Regions from separate parts of the Sus scrofa genome. Here all the other regions are linked to region 1. The links are chromatin contacts, called in public HiChIP or PLAC-seq maps. All regions are on one chromosome and are shown on one strand. The core of a region is the stretch at or near the end of the contact, and the rest is flanking DNA. Distances in the headings are between cores, read along the strand shown. Region 1 holds the start of HOXD8 (homeobox protein Hox-D8). Region 2 has its middle 220 kb from the start of MTX2. Region 3 has its middle 280 kb from the start of MTX2. Region 4 overlaps LOC102161209 (a long non-coding RNA gene).

Evidence for each region. HiChIP or PLAC-seq counts read pairs in DNA pulled down with a chosen protein or histone mark.
Region 2: an H3K27ac HiChIP or PLAC-seq map of skeletal muscle shows a contact between it and region 1. The contact joins the enhancer-like site here to the promoter of HOXD8 in region 1. A contact is called at or near these places in 7 of 47 Hi-C or Micro-C datasets (embryonic fibroblasts, heart right ventricle, retroperitoneal adipose tissue and 2 more) and 1 of 2 datasets of contacts at active chromatin or transcription factors (skeletal muscle).
Region 3: a contact with region 1 is called in an H3K27ac HiChIP or PLAC-seq map of skeletal muscle. The contact joins the enhancer-like site here to the promoter of HOXD8 in region 1. A contact is called at or near these places in 21 of 47 Hi-C or Micro-C datasets (brain, embryonic fibroblasts, epiblast stem cells and 12 more) and 1 of 2 datasets of contacts at active chromatin or transcription factors (skeletal muscle).
Region 4: a contact with region 1 is called in an H3K27ac HiChIP or PLAC-seq map of skeletal muscle. The contact joins the enhancer-like site here to the promoter of HOXD8 in region 1. A contact is called at or near these places in 3 of 5 promoter capture datasets (fetal liver, fetal skeletal muscle and liver), 12 of 47 Hi-C or Micro-C datasets (adipocytes, adipose tissue, embryonic fibroblasts and 4 more) and 1 of 2 datasets of contacts at active chromatin or transcription factors (skeletal muscle).

Annotation. Positions count from the first base shown.
Region 1 is chr15:81,929,430-81,932,280 of Sscrofa11.1, forward strand. It overlaps HOXD8 (homeobox protein Hox-D8), which reads left to right and starts at 1,494. Exons shown (of 3, transcript XM_021076351.1): 1 at 1,494-1,659; 2 at 2,636-2,783. The coding sequence starts at 2,759.
Region 2 is chr15:82,280,099-82,283,361 of Sscrofa11.1, forward strand. No RefSeq gene overlaps it. Among named protein-coding and RNA genes, the nearest start is that of MTX2, 220 kb to the left of the region's middle. Within about 2 kb of position 1,288, at least 29 of the 83 cell types and tissues checked have an H3K27ac peak or open chromatin away from gene starts, as enhancers often do. A contact at or near this core is called in embryonic fibroblasts, retroperitoneal adipose tissue, skeletal muscle and 1 more, where this site is marked.
Region 3 is chr15:82,341,059-82,343,935 of Sscrofa11.1, forward strand. No RefSeq gene overlaps it. Among named protein-coding and RNA genes, the nearest start is that of MTX2, 280 kb to the left of the region's middle. Within about 2 kb of position 1,358, at least 39 of the 83 cell types and tissues checked have an H3K27ac peak or open chromatin away from gene starts, as enhancers often do. A contact at or near this core is called in fetal liver, fetal skeletal muscle, liver and 4 more, where this site is marked.
Region 4 is chr15:82,438,873-82,441,916 of Sscrofa11.1, forward strand. It overlaps LOC102161209 (a long non-coding RNA gene), which reads right to left. Exons shown (of 3, transcript XR_002339197.1): 2 at 1,960-3,044; 3 at 1-475. Among named protein-coding and RNA genes, the nearest start is that of MTX2, 380 kb to the left of the region's middle. Within about 2 kb of position 1,684, at least 6 of the 83 cell types and tissues checked have an H3K27ac peak or open chromatin away from gene starts, as enhancers often do. A contact at or near this core is called in skeletal muscle, where this site is marked.

The DNA of each region.
Region 1 (2,851 bases), core at 244-2,743:
CTATCCGGACTGACCCCAAGATCTTACTCACAGGCTGGGTCAACCCGCAAGAAGCGAGGGGTAGTTAAACCACTCTCCTGCTGTGCCTTTGGGAGCTGTGTGAAGGTTTTAGACATTTGCATTTGGCGTGAAAAGCTGGCGTGGTGTGTTTTAGCTACAGCGGGAGCCCCTCGGTGGGCTCAGGGAGTGTTTCTGAGGTCCGTTCCCAGGCCGTTGGGCCTGGAGTCCTCACAACAGTGAATTATCCCAAGGAAATGGGTCACCCAAAGACTCTACGAGAAAGGCAGTGTGGGCAAGGGAAAACACACTCAACGGAGACCTATTACTTATATAGGACATTAACGCCAGAGGGGAAGGGGAGGGAGGATGTGGAGGAGAGAAGGCGAATGGTGGTGTAATGGCAAGTGACTTCAGAGCAAGCTTCTAAAACCAGGGATATCATGCCGATTCACACTTGATTTATCCATATGACACAGGACGTTTCTCTTCCTCCTCGCTCATAAACCAGGATGAACCTTCTCTTTCCTTTTAGAAAAATCAGTAACTTTTTAGTCTGAGCCCAGCGCCCGCTCTCAGCAGTAACTTCACAGACTTCTTGGATAAACTAGAATCTTTAGAAGATGGGCGCCGCCTGCAGCTGCTTGGAACCGGCGCGATCCGAATGCCGGCCCGAGGCTCGTTGCGGGGGGACTTGCGGGCGTCAGTCCCCTGTACTCCGCCCGGGGCCACCGCCTGCCCTGGTCCGCTCGGCTCAGGGGCTGAGACCCTGGAGCCACGCGTCCTGCCCGAGGAAATACCACCCACCCCAGCATGAGTCCTCCTTCCCGCCTTGGAACATTTCTGTCCGTTTTTCCATTTACTCCCTCAGCAATGCTAATGCCTCCCCTCACCCCCCGCCCGCCACATTCTTCAGCCTCCCCCCGGCGCCCGGTGCTGACGTCTATCAAGGGTGAAATGATGGAAACTATATTCATGGGCATGATTTCCATTAAATATCAATTAACCTGGGAGCCTCAGCCAGGCGTGCAGTGCGTCAAGGGTAAATGTACATCTCATTTCCACAAGGCCCTCTCGGCTGGAAAAGAAGGGCTTAGATTCGATTTGATAATGCAAGGTATTGGGGTCACCCTTGTGGCTTTTAATCAAACCACTTGCACAGGACCTAACTCAAATATTCGGTTTGGATCATCTACACCACTTGCCCATGTTCCTTGGGCTGCATGCTCGTGTCTAGAGCCGTAAAAGCCAGGGCCAACCTCTGAGGGGCTGCTCTAGGGGCCCAGGAAGGGAGTCATTTGCTCCACAGCCTCCTGGGAGTGGCCTCCCTGCCTCCCCCCAAGTGTAAGGCTCTGCCGCGCCCCCGCCCTGCCGGCTGCGGTCCTCATTCCCTCGGCCCCGAGGGGCAAGACGAGCCCTTGGCAGTGCGGCTTTATGGGCCCCCTTTAAGGCCGGCGGAGGCATCTCCCGTCCGGCGTGAGGCGTCCCGTCGGGAACAGCGGTGTCGCCTCCGCACGGATCCCTCCGCGCGGTTATCTCGCGCCCATCTCGCTCCCTCTCCGCGCAGTGGCGTGGTGCGAAAATGCCTCGCCGGGGCGCACCGGGGCGGAAGCCTCGGCAGCGGCGGCGAGAGCTGTGGGAGGGGGCTACAGGGGGGGCGAGGTGAGAGGTGGCGGCGGGCAGAGGGTGTTTTTTTCCTTTTCCCTCCAGAGCGGGGGTTGTAAACCGAAGCCAAAGAGTGTCCCCGTGGGTCGGGTGCACTTTTTTCTTGTCCCGGTGCGCTCAGGGCCGCCTGGTGCCTGAGAGGAAACAGTGGAGGCAGAGGGACAGGTCACCCGGGGCGTCGGCGATTTTATTGCGGCCGAGCCGGCGCGCGCCGGGAGAGGCTGGGCGGGCGGTGGAACGCGGGGGCTGGGTGAGGCCCCGCGACCCGCGAGGGAGGCGGCGCGAGGCCGAGGAGACGGGCGCGAGAGCGGAGCATGAACGCCCAGTAGCCGAGTGCCCGCGGCTGCCCGGCCTCAGAGGCGACGCGCGGGCGGGCGGGCGGGCGGCGGCACCAAAGTAGCCCGGCGGCCCCAGCGGCGCGAGCAGCCGCCCCAGAGGCCCCCGCGGCAGTGCAGTCGCGCTGAGGCGCGCTCCCTGCCTGCTCGGCGCCGCCCGCCCGCCCGGGGCCGCCCTACCTCGGCCCCCGGCCGCCGCCGCCCCGATGAGCTCGTACTTCGTGAACCCGCTGTACTCCAAGTACAAGGCGGCGGCCGCGGCGGCGGCCGCGGCAGGCGAGGCCATCAATCCCACTTACTACGACTGTCACTTCGCGCCCGAGGTCGGCGGCCGCCACGCCGCAGCCGCCGCCGCCTTGCAGCTCTATGGCAACAGCGCCGCGGGCTTCCCGCACGCGCCCCCGCAGGCGCACGCGCACCCGCACCCTTCGCCGCCGCCCGCCAGGCCGGGTTGCGGTGGTGGGGGCGGTCCGGGCCCCGGCCAAGACTACTTCCACCCCGGCGGGGGCAGCCCAGCCGCAGCCTACCAGGCCGCCCCCCCGCCGCCGCCGCCGCCGCCGCCGCCGCCGCCTCCCCCCTGCGGCGGGATTGCCTGTCACGGGGAGCCCGCGAAGTTTTACGGATACGATAACTTACAGAGACAGCCGATTTTTACGACCCAGCAAGAGGCCGAGCTGGTACAATATCCTGACTGTAAATCGTCCAGTGGTAATATTGGCGAGGACCCAGACCACTTAAATCAGAGCTCGTCTCCTTCTCAAATGTTTCCCTGGATGAGACCACAAGGTTGGGATGCATTTTTTTTTTTTAAGCGGGGAGAGGGGGAGAAATCTGCTTTCATCTCACGTTCTAGC
Region 2 (3,263 bases), core at 38-2,537, 350 kb after region 1:
GGAAAACTTCTTTTCCATGTTCCTCATCCCACCACTGCATTATACACGTTAATAAGGAGCGTTCCTCTGCAAATCCCTGAACAGACAAATCGTTTCTTCTAATTTTGAAGCTGAAAGGTAACTTGGTCCAACGTCTGGATTTTACTGATGAAAAGAAGACCAGGAAAAGACCACGTGCCTCAGCCATGCTCTATTTTAAAAACGATTTATTTTAGGAGTTGAAGGGCTCATCTCCCAAAATGGAATGACATGACTCACCGAGCCCCTGCTACGCATCCTATTGCACCACAAGTGGCGTTGAAAATTCAAAGCCAGTGTTTAAACCTGAGTGGCCACACTTCTATTGCTCCTCCTCTTTCAGACCGAGGAAGTCGGGCTAAAGATGTTTCCAGCGATCTTTATTCGGGGTGGGGGGGTGGGGAGGTGTCACATTCGGCCTTTCCCCCTTGGTGGTATCAGCAAATGGGTCCCAAGTCTATAGGAATACCAGGCAGTTAGATGGCTGACACGGAGCAGAAGCAAGAGTGACAAGGGTAGAAAGCACTATGGTCCCAGGAAGTGGTTCTGAGTCTCTAGTGGAAAAGAACTTGTTTTTATCGCTCTTCCCTGACCCTTACATCACAGAACCTCTTCCAGGCTAGCCTGACACTCCACAGAGAAGCCGATGTGACTCTGAGGGGGTGTTGAGGAAGAGGGTCCCTGAGAAGGCTGGTGCGTCTCATTCTGTTTGTCACACCTCTAAACCCATTGTCTTCTACTGAAAGACTTGCTCACTCTTCTGTCTCCCCACAAGCACCCAAAGGCAGGGTTCCCCCGAAGGACACGTGCCTGCCTCTCCTCGGAGACAGCATGTGGCTTTGCACCGGGAACTTGTTGGGTGGCTCTCGGTCTCTGTTTCTGCCCGCCCCCCTCCCACGCCCCGTTCCCCGCACCCCGCCCCGCCCTTGCCCTCCAGCTCTGTTCTCTCTCCCAGGCACACGCCTCCCCGCCTTTAAGTGGCCCTCCCGCTGGCACTCCGCGCAGGTTTTGTTCGAGCTGTTCCCGGCCGCATCTCTCTGAGCCCAGGGGGTCTGCCTCGTGGCCTCGGCGCCGGGTGCCTGGCGGGACGCGAGCGCGTTGTGGGTTCTGCGCCGGCTGTTCAGTCGTCGAAGCCTGAAGATGCGGAAAGAGCAAGGCCTGCGGGCCCATGCAGCGTGAACATCCGCCGAAAAGACCGATTGCGATTCCGATCGCCGGGATGCCGGCTCTTCCCACTGCAAAGCAAAGGGATAGCTGACTCATCGCGCGAGTGCCGACAGCGGCCCACGCAACCTCCGCCCAGACCGGGCCCAGAAGCACCCACACAAAGGCCGCTCTCCCGGCGCGCGGAGCGCCCCCTGGCGGCGGGTCTCCAGACAGCAGCCCCAGGAGCTCCTGGCCTCCCAGGACCTCCCTGCAGCGGTGCTAGGACGCGGGGGTCGTGAGGCAGAAGCCGGGGTCACGTGGCTGGGGCTGAGCTTTCTCGGGCGCGCGCTCTCAGATGGTGCCCATTTTGACGTTCCTGTAATCCAGTCAGAAAAGAAGCCATTCACAAGCCCAGATCTCTTCTTCCCTGAAACAAAGAAGTGTGATTGTTCCTTCCACTTACAGGGTGAGAAGGGGTTCAGAGTTCACACTTCCGTCCTTAGGTTTGGGCACTAAGGATGGAGGCTGACTTTGTCAATTATTTGCTCCAGCTGGAAGCAGAGACTTAAAGCAAAACGCTTGAAGAAAAATTTCCTGGAAATGTATATGAATCCACTGGATATGGGGACGCGTTCCAGATGTTAGAGCGGCCTGTGATAGGCACACACAGAAAGGACCCATGAGATATAAACGAAAAAACAAAGACAACGAAAAACCCCTACCATCCAATAACCCCTGTGAAAATGCTGACCATTTTTATCAGTTCAAAAGTTGGGTCTTCTCCTGACTAGGAGAGAAGTGGCTCAGGGACCATTCAGAATCAGCCGGAGCCAAATGTGGGTGTCAGTCTCCAGGGATATCTGAGGTGCCTCCTAAGTAACCAAAGGCAGAGGAAGAACAGAACCTCCATCTGAGGGGTTCTGGCTTGTGAAATGACTCAACTTGTTTGGGGGAGTGAACTTGAAAGTGTGCAGCCCAGATGTAAAGTTTAAGATCCTTTCTGCCTGACACAGCTGTGGTCTCCAAGTTGCCTTTGGATGGAGTGTGGCCACACCCACAGCTGCAGCCAAGCAGTGCTATTTGAAACTCCCCCAGGGCCAACTGCTGTGAAAAGAACCGTTTATTACACAAAATAAAACAAAATGCCAGCTCATCTTTACAGTTTCACGGTCTGCCTTGGGGAAAAGAAAAGGAGTTTTAGTTTTCGGCCCTTGTGCACCAAGTGCCTTGTCCCAGGGCCAGTTCTGGAAAGCTCTGGAAAGTTCTTTGTTATGCTGTCGACTCACTGTCTGACCGTGGATGTAGTATTTAACTTGACCACTTCTCTTTCTGGGAAATGGGGAGAATGACGGCCATTTACTTCACAGGGATGCTGTAAAGGGCTCTGGCAATGAGGCTAGATTCAAATGACATACTTGATATATTATAATCATTTTTCTTTTGTCATTTTAAACAAATATGGCTGAGTTTGCACCAATAATTTCCCTGATATTAACTTTAGGAAGCTTATTCAATTGGACTTCTGCTTTTCAAGGACGGGTTTTCCAAGAAAAAGGCATTCCTGGAAGACTTATAAAAATTCGGTATATTGAAGCAAATATTAAAGTATTGCTATTCTCAATACAGCATGGACAAGAGACAGTGAAAGAATCTTGTCAAATGAAGCATCAAAATACCAGGATGAAAGATAAGGTCTCTCCCCATAGTATTTAGCACATAGGTTAAATGCTGCTTCTCTAGTGTTAAGGGAAAAACTGCCCCCCTCATCCCTTTATTTTCTCTCAGGCCTTTGCTACAGTGAACTAGACTCTTTGAATCTAGAAAAACAACTAATTTGCACCCCGCAAAGGAGACTTCCAGCCTGTGAGTGGGTCTGAAAGTGTTTCTATGGTACTCAAACATATGAAAGAAACATGAACTAATTTAATTTGATCAACCAGATGTTTTGTCTACATAATACTAAGCATTGAGATGTTTCTCCTATATGTGGATACTTGGTGTCGTATAGATGAAACACTTGGGTGGATAATTGAGTTTTCTTTCTTCTTTTGGTCCAGTTATGTATGATATATGGAAACAGGTGAAGTTTCAGTCCACAG
Region 3 (2,877 bases), core at 108-2,607, 410 kb after region 1:
AAACTACTTGACCTCCGTCTGCCTCAGTTTCCTCATCTATCATGGGAATAAAATAGTATCTGCTTCACAGGGTGGTTTGATGATTAAATGAGTCAATACTGAGACAGCACTGAGAGTAATAGCTAGCACATGGTTAGCACTCAATGTTAGTTCCTTCCTCTTACTTTGCTCATTTTTAAAATTAATTAAATTATTATTGCACCAACTTGCTTCCAGTGAATGTAGTTCACGCTAAACCAATAACCCTGCTCTGAGAAATGTCTAAAGCAGAAGACAGAAATGATCATTTCATGCATTAGTTTATAACAAATGAATAAGGAAATATTTTCAAGTATGAAAAGTTGGGGGCCATGAGGTTCAACTTCTCCCTCTGTTTTAAAAAATTCTCCTCTGGACGCTCATTAGGGGTTTTTACTCCTCAGCCAGGCTCTCCCCTCCAACTCCTTGGTTTTCTCAAACTTTATTTTTTCCTCTTCGGAAAGTGAAAGAATAACAGCTCCAGCTAGAGACGCTTGCTTGAAATAGCACTGGCACACAGCAGTTTCCTTTGCAGCTCTGCCAATGAGCCCAGCCAGCCGCCAGTCAGGGATCCGGCCTCTGACCCTGCGGCCTGGCTGCAGGCCCAGGGGATGGGGGGGGGGGGGGGGGGACTCTGAAGAGGAGGACGATCCCCCTCCCGAGACCAGTCAGGCACCACCCATCCCGCTATCGTTGGAGTCTGGGCCAAGCACAACACCAGGAAAATCTCTTTTTCATTGTTTGCTTTTCCACGCACGGGCTTTGAAAAAGTTCCCATTTCTTATGGTCAAGTCCAGAATTAAATCGGACTTCGCTGACAGTTGCTGGAAAATAAATCCATTCAACTTCCTAAGGCTTTTCCGACTGGCTTTGTTTGCAGTCTCACGGACGGTGTTTCTGACGGGCCGCGATAGCTCCTTCCTCAAATCCCCTTCACGCACGCGGACCCTCACTTCGCTTTGTGATATAAATTATTCATCTCATTTCTTTAGCACCGGGCAGACAGCGGTGAGGAATGCTTCCCTCCTGGAACATGAAGTAATTGACATTTTTCTGTTTTCCTGCTGTGTGGTTAGGGAATTATTAAAACGGACTGGTCTTTAGTAGTTCATTTTTGTTGGATATGAATCCCCTTTCCCCTTTGGTGGTGTGACGGCCCCTGAGTATGGAAACTCTCCAAGAGCTGTATCTTCGTGCTTCCCTATTTCCTTTCGACGGTCGTCCCTCTGAATACAGAAAGCGAGAAGGGCAGTAATGTGAGAATTTTATGTTGGGGGGAGGGGACTCACAACCCGTCCCCCACCAAATCCTCTGAGACGGCTTTCAACGGCCCCTCCCCCGCCTTACCGCCCACGCCACCACCAACAGCGACACCTAGTGGTCAAATAAAAATTAGCCCCTTCATTCCGAGTTAAGCCGCTTTTTACAGAAAATAAAATTTCCTTTAGGAGCAATTTAGATCTTTCTGTGGATGCACAGGAAGAGATATTCCTCATAATGAATAGCTAAAACATATTATTTGGGGGTACGGGGCAAGTGCATAATTTTTCCTTAAGAACATACTGGAGCTTTTTATCTATTTTCTTAGTGCAGGTTTGTAGGCTTTTGCATTGGTGGTAGAATGGTGAGCATAGCTGCCTTCCAGGTTTGTAGGCTTTTGCATGGTCTCTTAGTAATGGCCACTTTGATTTTATTATAACTTTAAAAGTTGGCAGCTGCTCAGCAATATTTTAAACTGAACACCTATAATGTATATATAAAGGTAAAATATTTTAAAATGAGTGATATTACAAATCAGCCATTTGCATAAATCTGTCTCAAACTCTTGGAACCACATTTACGGGCAAAAATAGTTTCCATTTTAATGACAGTAATCTCCAGGAAGAGGTGAGAATCTTTCTGTTAAGAATTTTTTCAATAAATGAGGAAACATAAAAACATCTACATTTTTAATGAAAGCTTTCAGAGGTTACAAAAACTTTTTAAATGAATCCTTTTAAAAAAATTTTACTGGAGTTCCTGTCATGGCTCGGCGGTTAATGAACCCAACTAGCATCCATGAGGACATGGGTTCGATCCCTGGCCTCGCTCAGTGGGTTAAGGCTCAGTCTGGTGTTGCCCTGAGCTGTGGTGTAGGTCACAGACACGGCTTGGATCCCACGTTGCTGTGCCTGTGGTGTAGGCTGGTGGCTACAGCTCCGATTGGACCCCTAGCCTGGGAAACTCCATATGCAGCCGGTGCAGCCTTAAAAAGACAAAAAACAAAAAACTTTTATTTATTTCTAATACAATTTTGAAAGGTTACTTTATGGTTTTTACAAGATATTGGCTATATTCCCCGTGTTCTACGATATGTCCTTGAGCCTGTCTTACACCCAGGGGTTTGTACATTCCACTTCCCCAACCCTATATTACCCCTCCCCCCTCAACCACTAGTTTATTCTTTTTACCTGTAAGTGTACTTCTTGGTTTTATCCACTAATTTGTTGTATTTTTTAGATTCTACATGTAAATGATTATACAGTACTTATCTTTCTCTGTCGGACTTATTTCACTTAGCATAATGTTGCTGCAGATAGCAAAAGTTCATTTTTTATGACTGAGTAGTATTCCATTGTGTGTGTATAGGTAGGTGTATGTTTGTATACACTACGTCTTCTTTATCCATTCATCTGTTGATGGACACTTATGTTGTTTCCATGTCTTGGCAAATGTAAATATTGTCACTATGAACATTGGAGTGCAAGTATCTTTTTGAGTTACTGTTTTTGTTCTTGTTTTTTCAGCTATATACCTAAGAGTGGAATTGCTGGATCATATAGCAGTCTTATTTTTACTTTTCCTCCACACTGTTTTCCA
Region 4 (3,044 bases), core at 434-2,933, 510 kb after region 1:
TCCACCATTAACAAGCTTTTTGTGAGGGAAGGGGGGTGGGCAGGTGACGGGGAGAAGATGAGGGAGAAGTTGGCCAACTCTTGACAGCTGAAGTCTTGATCAGTCACAGCAGCGTTTGTGGTTCTTGCTGATGGCTGGTGGTGTAGGTTTTTATTTGTCTACCATTCTCTGCTGTGATGCGGAGGGTCTTGCTGGGAATTAGGGCAGCGGGCCAGATCCTGGCTGTCGGTTACAATCACCTCCCCGGCCCTGAGATTGTTGCGGGGTGCCCTGGGTCCCTTTGAGCGGACTACCCTGATACAGGACGTTTCAGGCCATTGCTGTGAGCAAGAGTCCGTTCCTGGCTTTATTCTCGTTGGAAACAAGATTTATGAAATGAGGAGGGGTATCTATTTTGCTGGTAGGGCGGCTGTTTTTGTCGTCGGCCTTGGGTTTAACGATACAGCAGTTTCCTCTGCAGCCCAGACAACTCACTCTTTGAACACAGAGAGAAATAGTGCATCAGAAAATTATTTTCATGGTGTTGCCATGTTTACTGTTTCCTGTTGTCTTTGCCTGAAAGTGTTTTAACAAAAATTAGGGTTGAGCATAAAAACATTTGAGCCAGGGGATGAAAGGAGTTGTTATTACATTTCCTTTCCAGGTTAACATGGTCGCCTTTGATTTAAGCGCTATAGACTTGGGACAGGATATGACACCAATTAAAAACATGAAACTTAATTTTTGGACTAAACAATCACATACTCTTTCTTCTGATATCTGGTGGAGGGTTACTGACATGACATTTATTTCACAACCACAACCCTACATTTATTGGGTTGGCTTGATTTAAGATACATGGGGGCAACTAAAATTGTGCACGGAAAAGTCTAGCAACGTCTTCAAAACTGTAAAGCAGCTGTTATAAAAGGGAACACAGTCTTCCTGGTGACTGCCGTGCAAGGTCAAGAACACAAGCAAACTGGCTCCCTGAGCTCCAGACCTATTCATCTTGGTTGGAGGCAGATTTTAATTTAAGAGCTACATTTCAAAACAAATCAGTTGATTTTATCTCATAAAGGACAGCAGGGAAACATTTAACCAATAACCTCTCCTTAGCCTTACATTTATTTTTTTAGTTTTTATTTTTTGTTCTTTAGGGCCGTACCCACAGCATATGGAAGTTCCCAGGCTAGGGGTCAAATCGGAGCTGTAGCTGCCCCGCCTACACCACAGCCACAGCCACAGCCACGTGGGATCCAAGCCGCGTCTGCGGCCTACACCACAGCTCACAGCAACACTGGATCCATAACCCACTGAACGAGGCCAGGAATCGAACCCACAACCTCATGGATACTAATCAGATTTGCTTCTGCTGAGCCACCATGGGAACTCCCCAGCCTTACATTTAAACTTCATTTTTTCACAAGAGTTTTAGTATTTGTTGAAAATCAACTGCAAATAGTAATAACATAATGCCCTATGAATCATTACAAATATGAAAAGTAATGCACTCTATTTGAATATCGATATGTTTAAATGATAAAGCTGAATATTCGTGCTTAATTTTAATGCAAAAAATAAAGTGAACACATGCGAATTTAAGTAGCTAGGTCAACCTCCCCTTTTTTTCACCTGGACACCTTGTCTCACTCTAGCCAGTGATCCTGTGAAGAAAGTATTAGTGGTTTCAGCTCAGTCCCAGGTGGCCTATGTCACATACTGCATAACCTGCTGGTGGGTCCTCCAGGGCTATTTCTATTTATAGACAGTAGCCTTTTATAATTCTGTCGGGGGCAGTTGTGGAGAGGGTGCATACCCTGTTTTAATCTACTTATTATGCACTTGAAAATACTGGAAACATTTACAGAAAGAAGTCAAGTTAAATTTGTAAGACCTTTTCATGCGTTCAAATAAATTCGAGCTTACAGCTCTATACCAAGTGCTCAAGTTATTATGTTTGAAAGAAAAGTCACTCACAACTTCAACTCCATGTGGAAAATTACCAAACACTGCAGTTTTTCTAACCACGAAAATCCTCATTTCCCATGTGCAGTTGGTTAGCTCCTCACCGCATCCCCAAGGAGTCTGTGTGAGTCTGAAACACTGCAGAAAAATGAGAATTTCCACACTTAAATGCAGCCAAGGCAGCATTTTTAATGATTAAAAATAAGAGCAGAAGTGGAAAAGGAAGGGACCATGGGTCCTTGTTTTATTTTTTTTTCTTTCCTCCCATAAAAAAATGAGAGTGTGGGGGTTCCCAGGTGAGAGTCAAATGTGGGCCTGCATTTAATTTTTATGGGACTTTTTTTTAAAACAAGAAAAAAATACCAACTCTCTTAAATTTCCTCACTCTCAGTTGCACGCCGTGAATGTTAAAATGAAAGGAGGCATCAAGGCCAAATTCACCGTACAGCTTTTGTGAGCTGTTAGAAGCGATTCTCAGGATCTGGGCTTTTATTTAGGTTTGCTTTCCCTCTCAGCCTGAGTGTGCATTTTTGACGAGTTCTTTCTATCCCTAGCTTGAATGTACGCAGCCGATGCTTTTCACACACACACACACACACACACACACACACACAGGTTTTATGTATTTAAAGAAAATGAAAATCTTTAGTCCCTTGGTAACAATATTTTAAAAAGCAGCTCGATATTTGGATCAGCAAGTAGACTACTTTCAAAGACAACTCTCATGGGCACAATGTGTTAACTGTTTTCCGTGCCACCATTTCATCGTGTGCAAACGGACAGCAAAATGGTGGTTCCAGCATTTGGTTGTATGAGGGCTCTTTCGCAGACAGCCTTCCCTCTCAGATCGCAGAACCAGTTTGAAGAGCGATAGAAAAGCCAGATTGCTCAGGCCAGGGACGGATTCAATAAAACATACACACAGATCTTCCTCTGCTCACTGCTTTGCAGATGCTCGAGCAAAATTTGAGATACGTACGATACAAAGAGAGCACGCCCTGGTTAAAATAAAAAATGCAACAGAAATGATAGTTCAGTTAAACATGGAATTCCTTGGTGTTGGTAAATGCAGATGTTATTCATAGACCCTCCAATGT